Regions from separate parts of the Mus musculus genome. Here regions 1, 2 and 3 are each linked to region 4. The links are chromatin contacts, called in public Hi-C maps. All regions are on one chromosome and are shown on one strand. The core of a region is the stretch at or near the end of the contact, and the rest is flanking DNA. Distances in the headings are between cores, read along the strand shown.

What was found. A called contact is a pair of places that touch in the nucleus more often than the background predicts.
Region 1: a Hi-C map of muscle stem cells shows a contact between it and region 4, with 2.3 times the contacts expected there. The contact joins two enhancer-like sites. A contact is called at or near these places in 4 of 484 Hi-C or Micro-C datasets (frontal cortex, muscle stem cells, myocytes and 1 more) and 3 of 115 datasets of contacts at active chromatin or transcription factors (embryonic stem cells, pancreatic cancer cells and stem cell-derived stembryo).
Region 2: a Hi-C map of liver shows a contact between it and region 4, with 2.2 times the contacts expected there. The contact joins two enhancer-like sites. A contact is called at or near these places in 8 of 484 Hi-C or Micro-C datasets (the HL-1 cell line, cortical neurons, embryonic stem cells and 2 more), 2 of 115 datasets of contacts at active chromatin or transcription factors (both in embryonic stem cells) and 1 of 9 other capture datasets (embryonic stem cells).
Region 3: a Hi-C map of liver shows a contact between it and region 4, with 2.2 times the contacts expected there. The contact joins two enhancer-like sites. A contact is called at or near these places in 1 of 484 Hi-C or Micro-C datasets (liver), 5 of 115 datasets of contacts at active chromatin or transcription factors (T-cell acute lymphoblastic leukemia and embryonic stem cells) and 2 of 9 other capture datasets (embryonic stem cells and liver).

Annotation. Positions count from the first base shown.
Region 1 is chr6:94,914,736-94,917,435 of GRCm38.p6, reverse strand. No RefSeq gene overlaps it. Among named protein-coding and RNA genes, the nearest start is that of 4930511E03Rik, 28 kb to the left of the region's middle. Within about 2 kb of position 1,450, at least 36 of the 459 cell types and tissues checked have an H3K27ac peak or open chromatin away from gene starts, as enhancers often do. A contact at or near this core is called in muscle stem cells, where this site is marked.
Region 2 is chr6:94,557,434-94,560,133 of GRCm38.p6, reverse strand. The region is part of intron 5 of Slc25a26 (solute carrier family 25 (mitochondrial carrier, phosphate carrier), member 26); the gene reads right to left. Among named protein-coding and RNA genes, the nearest start is that of Mir7041, 48 kb to the left of the region's middle. Within about 2 kb of position 1,358, at least 3 of the 459 cell types and tissues checked have an H3K27ac peak or open chromatin away from gene starts, as enhancers often do. A contact at or near this core is called in liver, where this site is marked.
Region 3 is chr6:94,599,938-94,602,637 of GRCm38.p6, reverse strand. All of the region lies in intron 9 of Slc25a26 (solute carrier family 25 (mitochondrial carrier, phosphate carrier), member 26), which reads right to left. Among named protein-coding and RNA genes, the nearest start is that of Mir7041, 5.1 kb to the left of the region's middle. Within about 2 kb of position 1,362, at least 34 of the 459 cell types and tissues checked have an H3K27ac peak or open chromatin away from gene starts, as enhancers often do. A contact at or near this core is called in liver, where this site is marked.
Region 4 is chr6:94,778,824-94,781,523 of GRCm38.p6, reverse strand. No RefSeq gene overlaps it. Among named protein-coding and RNA genes, the nearest start is that of Lrig1, 80 kb to the right of the region's middle. Within about 2 kb of position 1,418, at least 63 of the 459 cell types and tissues checked have an H3K27ac peak or open chromatin away from gene starts, as enhancers often do. A contact at or near this core is called in liver and muscle stem cells, where this site is marked.

The DNA of each region.
Region 1 (2,700 bases), core at 201-2,700, 140 kb before region 4:
ATGCAGGGGTGCACATGCATCTACACACAGGAACACACACACACACACACACACAAACAAGAGGAATTGGAGGGGAAACCTCGAAGCATCAAGAACAAATGTGCTCCTGACACGTGTAACAAGATGGATAGAGTTCTCAGATACTGTAGGGAGCAAGTGATACCAGACATGACAGTACCTTGTATGTAAACCCAGCTTTCACAACCCTGGCATTATTAGTGGCATTTAGAAGCAGGTACTTGCTTGTTTGGGAGGTGGTCCTGTGTATTGCGGGATATTCCCCTGCATCCTTAGCCTTGCCAAATGCCAGAAGCACCCACTCCCCATTTGTTGCAGTCAGCAGTATTTCCAAGTATTGCCAAATGCCTGGGAGCAAATGAAGAAACAAGACATGATTGAATCTCCTGATACAAATGAGTGGGAAGAGTAAAGAGGTACCAGGAAACGGACCCAGTGGGGACTCTGGGGCAACAGGAATCGAACCCAGGGAAGGTTCTGGGGTACCAGGAAGCATACCTAGCAGAGTATTCTGAGGTACCAGGAAGCAGACCCAGGGGGGGCACTATGGGGTGCCTGGTGCGTCCTAATTTTGTGTGTTCACTTTGTCAGATGTTCATCAAGTCAAATCTTATGGTTTTCACAGATGCCCATTTATACGTAAACTTTTAACTTTTTATTTCGCCCACTGTGGAACAACCAAACTCCTCCCAAACAAAGCATACCATGTTTCACTTTCAAGGACCGCAGATATTATCAAATGTGTGAAAACAAGTTTATGGAAGCAAAAAGAGAGCAGACATTTGGGTGAAAAGGAAGTGACACAAGAGGGTTTGGGGTGGGTAGTCTGAGAAAAGTGCAAAGTTCGAGGGCTTGAAAATAACCTTTAAAAATCTCAGATTTCACAAAACAACCCTCGTCCTTGATCTTCAGCCATCTTTTTGCCTCTGTCTTTCTTTTTCCTCCATTTACAGCTGCAGCTGTTTCTTTGTGTTCCAACTCACTTGGGGGAGGGGGAGAGGGAGGGAGGGGCCCTCCAGCCTATCACCACACCCAGCCCATGTGCATAAAATTGGTTTAGGAAGAAACGACAGAGAAAAGAAACTTCAACAGTTAATTGAGCAAGGCATCTGGAGGTGGTGGAGTAGTGCCTAGAACATCCCAGCACTCTCTTGAACTCTCTACTTCTTGGTATTTGTTGCTATTTTAGAAAGGTAAGATTTCACCAAAAAATATAGGGCAGCTGACTGTGTAGTTTCTGAGCTTGGTTTTAGAGGCAGAGAACTAATGGAAAATAAGTGTGTCCTACAGAGTCCTAGGCCACCACGTCCTCTCGCCACCCCTGTACTTGGCACGCAGCCTATAAGGTGGGGTTTCACCCAGCTTTACAGTTTGCATTGTTGAGATTATCATGAAAGGGTTCCGCTGGCCACATTTTCCTTCCTTGTTATGGGAACTGTCAAGTTCTCCGCTGATATTCTCCTACTGGTTTCCACAGTGACTCATTGCCATGGGAGGCAAAAGAAACTAAAAAAGAAAAAAACAAAAAACAAAAAACTTTGCAATGTCTGTATCCTGTAACTTTGTCAGGTCCCCAAATCCCATGACAATAACCTCTAAGAACCTTGTCATGTCCTTTTCTTGGGCAAGAATTTTGCTTTGACTCATATTGTTTTAAATAAATAGGCTTGTGACTAGAGCGTGGAGATATTTTTACCCTTTAATTATTGTATTAATAACGTGGCCATTTTGTTTTAAACTATCTGACATCTAAATCCTGTTATTTTATATCTGTCAAGATGCTGTTGGTTTGGTTTGGTTTGGTTTGGTTTGGTTTGGTTTGGTTTGGTTTGGTTTGGTTTGGTTTGGTTTGGTTTTTAGAGACAGGGTTTCTCTGTGTAGCCCTGGCTATCCCAGAACTCACTCTGTCTGATCAGACTGGCCTCAAATTCAGAGATCCACCTGCCTCCCAAGTGCTGGGATTAAAGGCTTGTGCCACACTACCATGGACTGTCTGGTGCTTTTTTTTCTTTTTCTTTTTCTTTTTTTTTTTTTAATTCTGTGATTTGCTCCACTTTCTCATACTTAATTTTATCCATTTGTATAGTAAGTTCTGTAACTCAGTTCCTAACCCAAGACATCAGCCAAATCAAGGATTCAAGGAAGCCATGTACGTTAGTTACCTTTCTCATGGCCGACACCAAATCCCTGACAAAAAGCAACTGAAGAGAGGAAGGACTTATTCCCACTCACAGTTCTAGGGATCCAGTCCTTTATAGAGGGGAGGACAAAGCAGCAGGAGGGCGAGGCAGCACAGCTAGGAACTGCATGTGAGTCCTCCGAGCTCTTTCCATGGGATTCCTCCTCAGGCTTTAGCTGTGTTTCTGGAAACCAGCCATCACAGGTCACAGCATCCTTGCTCTCTCTGAGCTTTCTCTGGTCTTCTGTTCTCTTGGGGCACAAAGCTTATGAGACACAGGAGAGCTGGGCAGTGGTGGCACATGCCTCTAATCCCAGCACATGGGAGACAGAGGCAGGCAGATTTCTGAGTTCGAGGTCAGCCTGGTCTACAGAGAGAGTTCCAGGACAGCCAGGGCTACACAGAGAAACCCTGTCTCGAAAAGCCAAGAAAGGGGGGGGGCGGGTATAAAGTTATGTTACTAGCTACAATGCAGAGGGTGGGCTCAGGTCCCGGAGTTTCTA
Region 2 (2,700 bases), core at 109-2,608, 220 kb after region 4:
TACCAGTGGGAATACATTTGTTTGGTTTCATTTGTTGTTTTTCTCTTTTCTTGAGATAGTGTGTCACTATGTAGCCGGGACGGTTTTGGCGTCTCAATCCCCCTGCTGTCTCCTGAGTGTGATGATTACAGGCCGGTGTCACCATGCACAGCACTAATTAAAAGGGGCAAACACAGGGCTGGAGATTCGGCTTAGAGGGCACTCGTTGCTCTTGAAGAGAACTGGAGATTTGGTTCTCAGCACTCACATCTTGGACCACTGCTCACAGCTGCCTCTAACTCCAGCTCCAGGAGACCTGACACCCTCTTCAGGCCTCCACCAGCATCTACACATATATACACATAAATAAACAAAGTAAAAATATAAAAATATTTTAAAAGAGTTATTTGTGTTATTTTGTGTGCCTGTGAAGGCCAGAAGAGAGGACCAGATCCCCAGGAATTGGAGTTACAGACCATTCTGAGCCACTGGGTGGATGATGGAAATCAAACCTTGATCTTCTGCAAGAGCATCAAATGCTCTTAACTGCTGAGAGATCCAGACACCAAAAAAGGTAAAATAAGAAAATATGAACACAGCAGGCAAGTTCTATGGCACAGCACAAAAATATCTAATTTATGAATCACTTGAAAGAACAAGAACTTCAGCCTAAAGAGATAAAGAATGTGTCCAGGAAAACCATAGGGGAAAACATCCCAACTTAAGAAAGAGATGAACATCCAGACTCGAGAGGCATTCAGAACAAACAGGCAAGCCCAGAAAAGAGCCATCCCACATCATATTATAGTTAAAACACTAGAGAGAACAAAGAAAATATATTGAAACTACAAGAGAAAACTGTCAAGTCATAAATAAACCCATAAGAATACAGCATATTCCTCAACATAGCCTAAAAAAACAGGAAAACACTGAATGATGAATCTCTAAGCACTGAAAAACAGTAATTGCTGATGGAGACTGCTATGCTTAACAAAACTATCTGTCATGATTGAAAAAAACAAAAGACCTTTCATGATAAAAAAGAAACAAGCAAACAAGCTGAAGGTGTCATGACTACTAAAGATCCTTGAAGAAACTCCAGGCTTCCTATCAGGATACAGGAAAAACTAAGTGATGCATAAGTAAAGAATAAAAACTGTAACTTTAATTTTTCAAACCTTATTTTTAATGATGGTTCTTAAATGCTTTAACCTCCCTGCTAGCCCATCACCCACCAGAGGTAGTGGAAAAGAAAACATACGGGAAAGTGGACCTGTTTAGAAATGGCTCTTTGGAACAACTCCTGCCTGTACTGTCTGGAAATTGACAGTTCAGTTCAAAGGTTAGCAACAGCAGTTTGATCCACTCACAAACACTCTGTGGGTACACCAATAGTCTAGCTCAGGAGAGTTGGAAGAGCAAACAGGAATCAGCAGCAGTGGCACTACCTAGCAGAGACAGCCAGGCCTCAGCCTCCACACAAGTCAGCAGGAGGGACCAGGAGGAAGGCCAGGAGAAGTTCTCAGCTGTGCCTCTCTCAGCAAAGCAAAGATCAGTAAAGACTCTAGACTAACAAGCTTTACACAGCTAACTCTATAAGCTTGCCCAGCTCAGCCTCCATCACTGTCCAACGAGTTCTTGTTAAACTCCCTCCAAACATCGTGTGTCCTCCAGAGGTCTTATATCTCAGCACATGTGTCTGTCTCAGCTGACATCACTCTGCTAATCAGTCCAAGTCTGCAGAAGTGACAAGAAGCCGAGGCACACCAACAGGGCTTTTTTGGTGCATTTCTTTCTATAGAGTCCATGTAAGGCAGATCAGTACAAGGGTGTTGTTAACAAAGAATCCTTCATCACGTGCCCTTTAATGTGCTTACTTTAGCAAATCATCCTTTTTCCCATGTCTGCTTCATCGAAAGTTTCTTCATGGGTCTGCCTTAGCCTTTTACTGGTGTCCACTTTAGGAAAATACTCTTTTACGCGTTTGCCCCAGCAAAACACCATCTAACACAACTGACTGTCCAAAGAATCCTTTAAGTTCCCACTTCAAAAAACAGGAAAACACAAACTAGTGCAAAAAAAAAAAAATCAATACAATGACAAGAGTTAATATATCTCTCCCAATAACAACTTTGAATATTAATACCCCAATTAATAAATATTCCAATTAAAAGATACAGACTAGCAGACTGAATTATAAAAAAAGATACATCTATTTGTTATCTGAAAGAAATACAGCTTATTAAAAACAAATACAATCCTAGAGTGAAAGGTTGGGAAAGGCATCCTGAGGAAATGGACCTAGAAAACAAGGGGGGTTGCTGTTCTGAGTTCCAACAAAAGAAAAGCTCAAACCAAATTTAGTCAGAAAAGATAAAGACAGCCCCATCAACCCAAGAGGACCTTACATATTTAAACATGCCAAACACAGGTGCATCCAACCTCATAGAACAGCACTGAGAGAGGTGAAGACACAGATTTACCCCAACACAAAAACAGGTGAAGCAGAATTTTCCCTCAATTAATTTAAATATTAACACAACAAGAAGCCTGTGATTGGACAGGGGAAAGGAGGTGGAGCTAAGAGTTTCAGAGACAGGGACAGGAAAAGAGGAGGAGGAGAGACCCTACCTCAAAGCAGTACAGTAGTGATAGAACAAGACATCAAAGATCCTCCTCTGGCTTCTAGACACACATGGGTGTGAGCATACAAATGTGTAT
Region 3 (2,700 bases), core at 113-2,612, 180 kb after region 4:
CTCGGTGGGAAAAGGCACTTGCTGTCAAGACTGATGGATAACCCAAGTTCGATCCCTGGACAAGGAAAGAACCAGTTTGATGTCTATGTGTGCACACTCGTGGAGAGGCTTTGGGTATAGGGCAAGTGTTTTATTATAACAATGCTCATGCCTTTTAAAGATGTGGGAAAGCCTTTGTGCTAAGCTAAGTGGAAGCTAATGAAGAAAGCTGACAGGAATCTCTGCTGGATACACAGCCCATGCCCTACACAGCCAGTGGAAGAGATCCGCTGCCCCTCCCACCTCTAGCAGGCAGCACAGAAGAAAGCAAGGACTTTACATAGTGGGACCCCTCTTGCTAAGCTACTTAGGGAGCTAGAGAGAATAGCTTAGTGGGTAAAGCGAGCAAGACCTGAGTTCAAATGTCTAGAAACCTCGTGAGGCTGCGCGTGGCAGCTCTGCAGTAACCCCAGTGCTCCTGTAGTGACAGGAAGTCCCGGAGGCTCTTGGGTCAGCTAGCCTGGCCCAGGAAGTGGCAAACAAGGCACCTACCATATAGAAGGCAGGCCTGGAGACACTGAGCTGGGCTTGGAGGTCAGTCTCCCTCAGCTTTGCCACTACCCAGCTCAGCAGAGGCCAGAGACAGATGGGAGCAGTTACAGCGTCACAGATGACCAACAGACTGCAGCCTCCTTAAAGTGGAGGTTTTGTAGGGGGGAGGGGTTCCACCTCTGCTTACAGGCAGACTTGTGAGTAGGGCAGGTTGTGTTCCAGGGACAACAGGTGACAGGATAAGCAGGAGCTCCCAGCAGCAGCGAGTACATAAAGGGCATATTCAAGGGAAAACGTTCAGGGGATCAGCCAGGGGCAATCCAGGACAAGTGGACCTCCCCTCTGCCCTGCAGCTTCTGGGCTAACCCCAGTCTGCCCTCCAGCGTGGCTCCCTACCATCTCCTCTGAGATAGCATCAGGTTCCTTGGTGGGAGGGGCTGCTGGGAGTTATGTAGACTTGATAGGCTTAGTGTGTGTGCAGGGCAGGGGGCACAGACAGTGGTGGCTCTATCTGGCACTGCCACAGAGGAAGTAGGCTGAGCCACCTGCCCAGAAAGGGACCAGTAGTTTTCATTTGTCTCTTGGTCCAATCACTTGCTCACTAGAGGGGCTGGAGTTGCTGTATGCTCAGGGGTGGCCACTGCTGCTGGGAACATGCTGTTCAGTGCTGCCCTGGACAAGGTGACCAGAGTCCAAGACTGGAGACTCAGAAGACGAGCCAAAAATCCAAGCTACCTTTCAGCACCAAGGCTGGGTCAGAACAAACACACACCCTTGGCCTGTTTTGCTGTCTTTCCTCTGGCACTGCTTAGTTATAGTCAAGTGTGTGCCATGACCTGGACAGGGAAGGCCGCTCTTGCATCATCTACCCAGCAGCATGCGGTGGCCACAGCGGGGCACTGCCTCATCCAGTGTGTCCTTTCTTGTCACCACTTTCTCGACACTGGCAAATGGGCTGCAGCCCCACAACAGTATAGTCAGGGGCCCAGCTAAGTCACCACACAATCTGGCAGCTGGCCTTCAGGATGTCAAAAGTCACTGTCACCAGCTGCTGCCTCGTGAGCGCAGCCACTGCTTTCCTAAGAGGCTTCTCAAATAATGCATATGGGGCACACAACCCATGTCCCTCCTCATTCCATCTTTGTTCAGTGTCAAATTCGTACCCAAATTAACAACTAATATGTTCTTATTCCTCACGCGGGGTCAGCCATGAACAGCAGACTCACTCCGGAAGCTAGCACCATGCCTTTCCTATGTCTGACACATCTAGAGTCAGTAAGTCCTGTCTGTTAGATCCAATCTGCACCTCCGACCATCAGAGCAGACATTGAGTGAAAGCACCCAGCCACCACTTTGAAGCATCCAGCTGGAAAACTCAAACAGACATGGAGTTTGCTCTCTGGCAAAAGCATCACCATGTTTCCCGGACCATCAGCTGAAATTTAAAATGCCAAAGTTACACAAAAATAGTGATCAGTGATGTACCCTGGCATGGGGGTGAGCGGGGCGGCTATGCCAGGTAAAGAGGCCAGGAGGGCACAGTGCTGCTGCTCCCAATGCCAGCCATCCCAGCTCCAGGTGGAGGCACGTCCACACAGCATGTCCAGACCGTTCCGTAGAGAAAACCCTTCCGCTTTTCTAACAACTCAGCATAGACACAGCTCCAGCACCACCGTATGGTGAACCAGTGTGCAGGGACGGCTTTTTAGGACTTAAAGCAAGACATTTGGAGGCATGTGGGGCTGGAGAGATGCTTCATTAGCATGCTTGCAGGGCAAGCTTAACCCAAGCTCAGATCCTCAGCACCACAGAAAGCCAGGTGCAGTGGTCCTCACTTGCAACCCAGCGACGGGGAAGGGAACAGGTCGGTCCTCGGGTCCTACTATAGTCAAAATGGTGAGCTCCGGGTTCAGTAAGAGACTGTTTCAAGTGTGACTGAGGAAGACATCCAACTGAAAACTCTATCCTCTATCCTCTATGGCTACACTAGTGGGCACACACACCCATCTGCATACCACATGCAAAAAAATGTGAGGTACTTAGCAACCAAACAGTAATGGCCACCCAAGGCTGAGCACTGTGGAGCAGACAGCGCAGTGATGAGCTGGGTAACGCTTTAGAGAAAAACAGACTGCATATAAGATGATGGTGCATCTGAAACCCACGATC
Region 4 (2,700 bases), core at 169-2,668:
TCGCACTTTTGGAATGTTTAGCCCAGTGCCCTGAACCACATCCTATGCCTGAGCCAGTCTTGTCACTCTACAGGTGAACGGACATTGTTATTGTTTTTTGGTTTTTGTTTTTTAACTAGAACATAAACGGTGAGAATTTTATGAGTTCACTGTGGTCCTGCCTAAGACAGTGCCTGGCTTATACTAGGTGCTCAATGAACTGATGAATAGGCCAGCCTGGATCTACCCAATATGCTGCCTAGGAAGGAGGAAGTCAGCGCTCCTGTAGATTCAGCACCAGCCACACAACTTACCATAGTCCTGAATGGTGCCCAGTGACCCACATGTCTACAGAAGCCTTTTGACCCAAGGGAGGTTCCCTTACTCCGCCAACATGCAGGTCACCTTTCCCCAGCCTCTCAGGGAATGCTCATTAATTTTAACAGTAAGCCACAGGAAGCACATTTAACAAGAGAGATACACTGGGGCCAGGGATCCCATTATTCTTCCTCAGCACTTGGAGCGGGGCTTTTTGGAACCACCACATGACCGCTCCCATCATTTCTAAGTAGATTTATCGTCTATTCTTTTGCACAGTATTGAAGCAGTGTAATTCCTTTCCAACCTGCACTTTTGGCTTAGTTTTATAGTCTGAACAAAACATTCTCCCCTGCCCTTGGACTCCTTCTTAGGTTTTATGCCCGGGGGCAAGGGTGGGGACCCACATGATTTTAAATGCTTTGGGGCTGGGTGGCTTCTTCCTGCATCTTAGCCCCTCCTGTCCTGAGAGCCAGACACGAGAAGTTGCCTCCCACATTTATAAGCTGGTTTTCTTGTTTGGCAAAAACACATCTTGTTCCTCTGTCCTTGGCTCACCTGGGGAAAACTTCAGGTTCAGACTTTGAGCTTGAGACAGTTCAACAGCTGTCATAAGTAAAAGGAGGAGCACCTGGTATTTCCAGCGTCATCCTTAGTGCCTTCATTCCAGTTTTACCCTCAATGGGTCCTCAGATGTACCCCGAGTTGGGCTGGTGCCATCTTTGCCCTTCAGGTCAAGGAACCTTGATATAGATTCTGAGATCATTCCAGAAGCAAGATCACAAGGTTGCCATACCCAAACCCTCACAGAGGTTGCAAAATTAGACCCAGGTTGTTCCTGAATTTCTAGAGCTTAGAACGAAAAGAAAGGAAAAGATCTTGTCTTTTGTCTCCTCCAGCAGTTTACGTAAGGCTTTGACATATACAGGAACGATGGCTTGGCGTCAAGCTAACGTTTTCTCTTTGAATTTTCCCTTGTGCTACTTTAGCCTTCCGTGGATGCCCAGAATCTTCTCTGTGTACCAAAAAGAAGGTAGGAATTGTGGGAAGCCTCTGGCAGAAGAGGTTTTAACCTTACTCCCTCCCTGCCAAAGGCCGGCTTGCCCCGGCAGGCTGAGACAGCGTGGAAACCACATGTCCAGTGAGAACTGGCTGGCCTCTCGCCTCTTACAACCTGGAAGCTCTTGTGTAATTAGGAGAGGCAAACACTTGCAGTTTTTCCACTTGCAGTGTTTGCGGGCTTGCTGCTGGCCATGTGACCTCAGTCAAAGTAGGTGGTTTCCAGAGCATGGAGAGCCAGAGTCATCTTAGAGACGTCATTAGGGATGCCTGCCAAGGCCAAGTCACAGAGATGTTCAGGGTAGAGGTATTTCTGATAGCAAAGGAGAGGAAGAGAGAGGGAGTGGGGAAAAGAGAGGAGAGATAAAGAAATTAAGAAAAAGAAGGGATGAAGGAAACAGGGAGGGAAGGAGGAGGCAGAGGGGAAGGCTCCAAAGCTCCACAACAGAGCAGTGGCTGAGCCACAGTTGGGGACAGCAACCTGTGGTCCAACCTAATGACACTATGAGATGGTTTCCTCCTCTATACACTGGCCAGTTAGATGGAAACCAGTGGTGTTTGGTAGATAAATAGATAAATGTTCGGGAATTAGTCTTAACTTACAAACACTTCCATTCTATGTACCTTGTGATTTCATTTTTATATATATATAAAAATATAAGACTGCCAGACTAAGGATGTGGCTCCGTTTGTAGAGTGCTCGCCCAGCATGCAGGAAGCCAGCAGCAACACTGCATAAGCCAGATGTAGTGAGACACACCTATAGACACAGGGGTCAGGGCGTAGAGGCAGGAGATCAGTTCAAGGTCATCCTCAGCTGTTTTGAGAGTAGCATGGGATACACGTGACCTAGTCTCTAAACGGGGGGGGGGGGGGGGGGGGGGGAGACTGTATACTAAAACTAAGCAGCTTTTATATTGAGTGATAAAGCTATGAGTCTTTTCGTTTTGATTTCTTGACATTTTCTAGGTTCTTCCAGTGAATACAGAATGAAAACAGTTAAAAGTTTGGGGGTGGGGATGCAGAGAAGCCATAACCACTGGGGAGGAGAAGAAAAATAAAGACCTTACTTTTTTTTTTTTTTTTAATCTAAGATTCTTTTTTGCCCAGGTATTTGGCCCTCCTCCAAGGACATGTGTGTTTAAGTTCCTGTCTGTCACTGAGAACATAGAGTTAGCTGCAAGAGATATTGTGCAGCCTGCCGCAAAGCACAGAACTTCTAAGTGCTGTGGGTATTTGGGGCAGGATGCTCTTTCACCCATGAGAACTGCACTGTAGATGAAGGCACTCTAGCCAGCCTGACCAAGGCAAACTTGGCCCTGGCAGTTCTTACCTTTCTCCCCC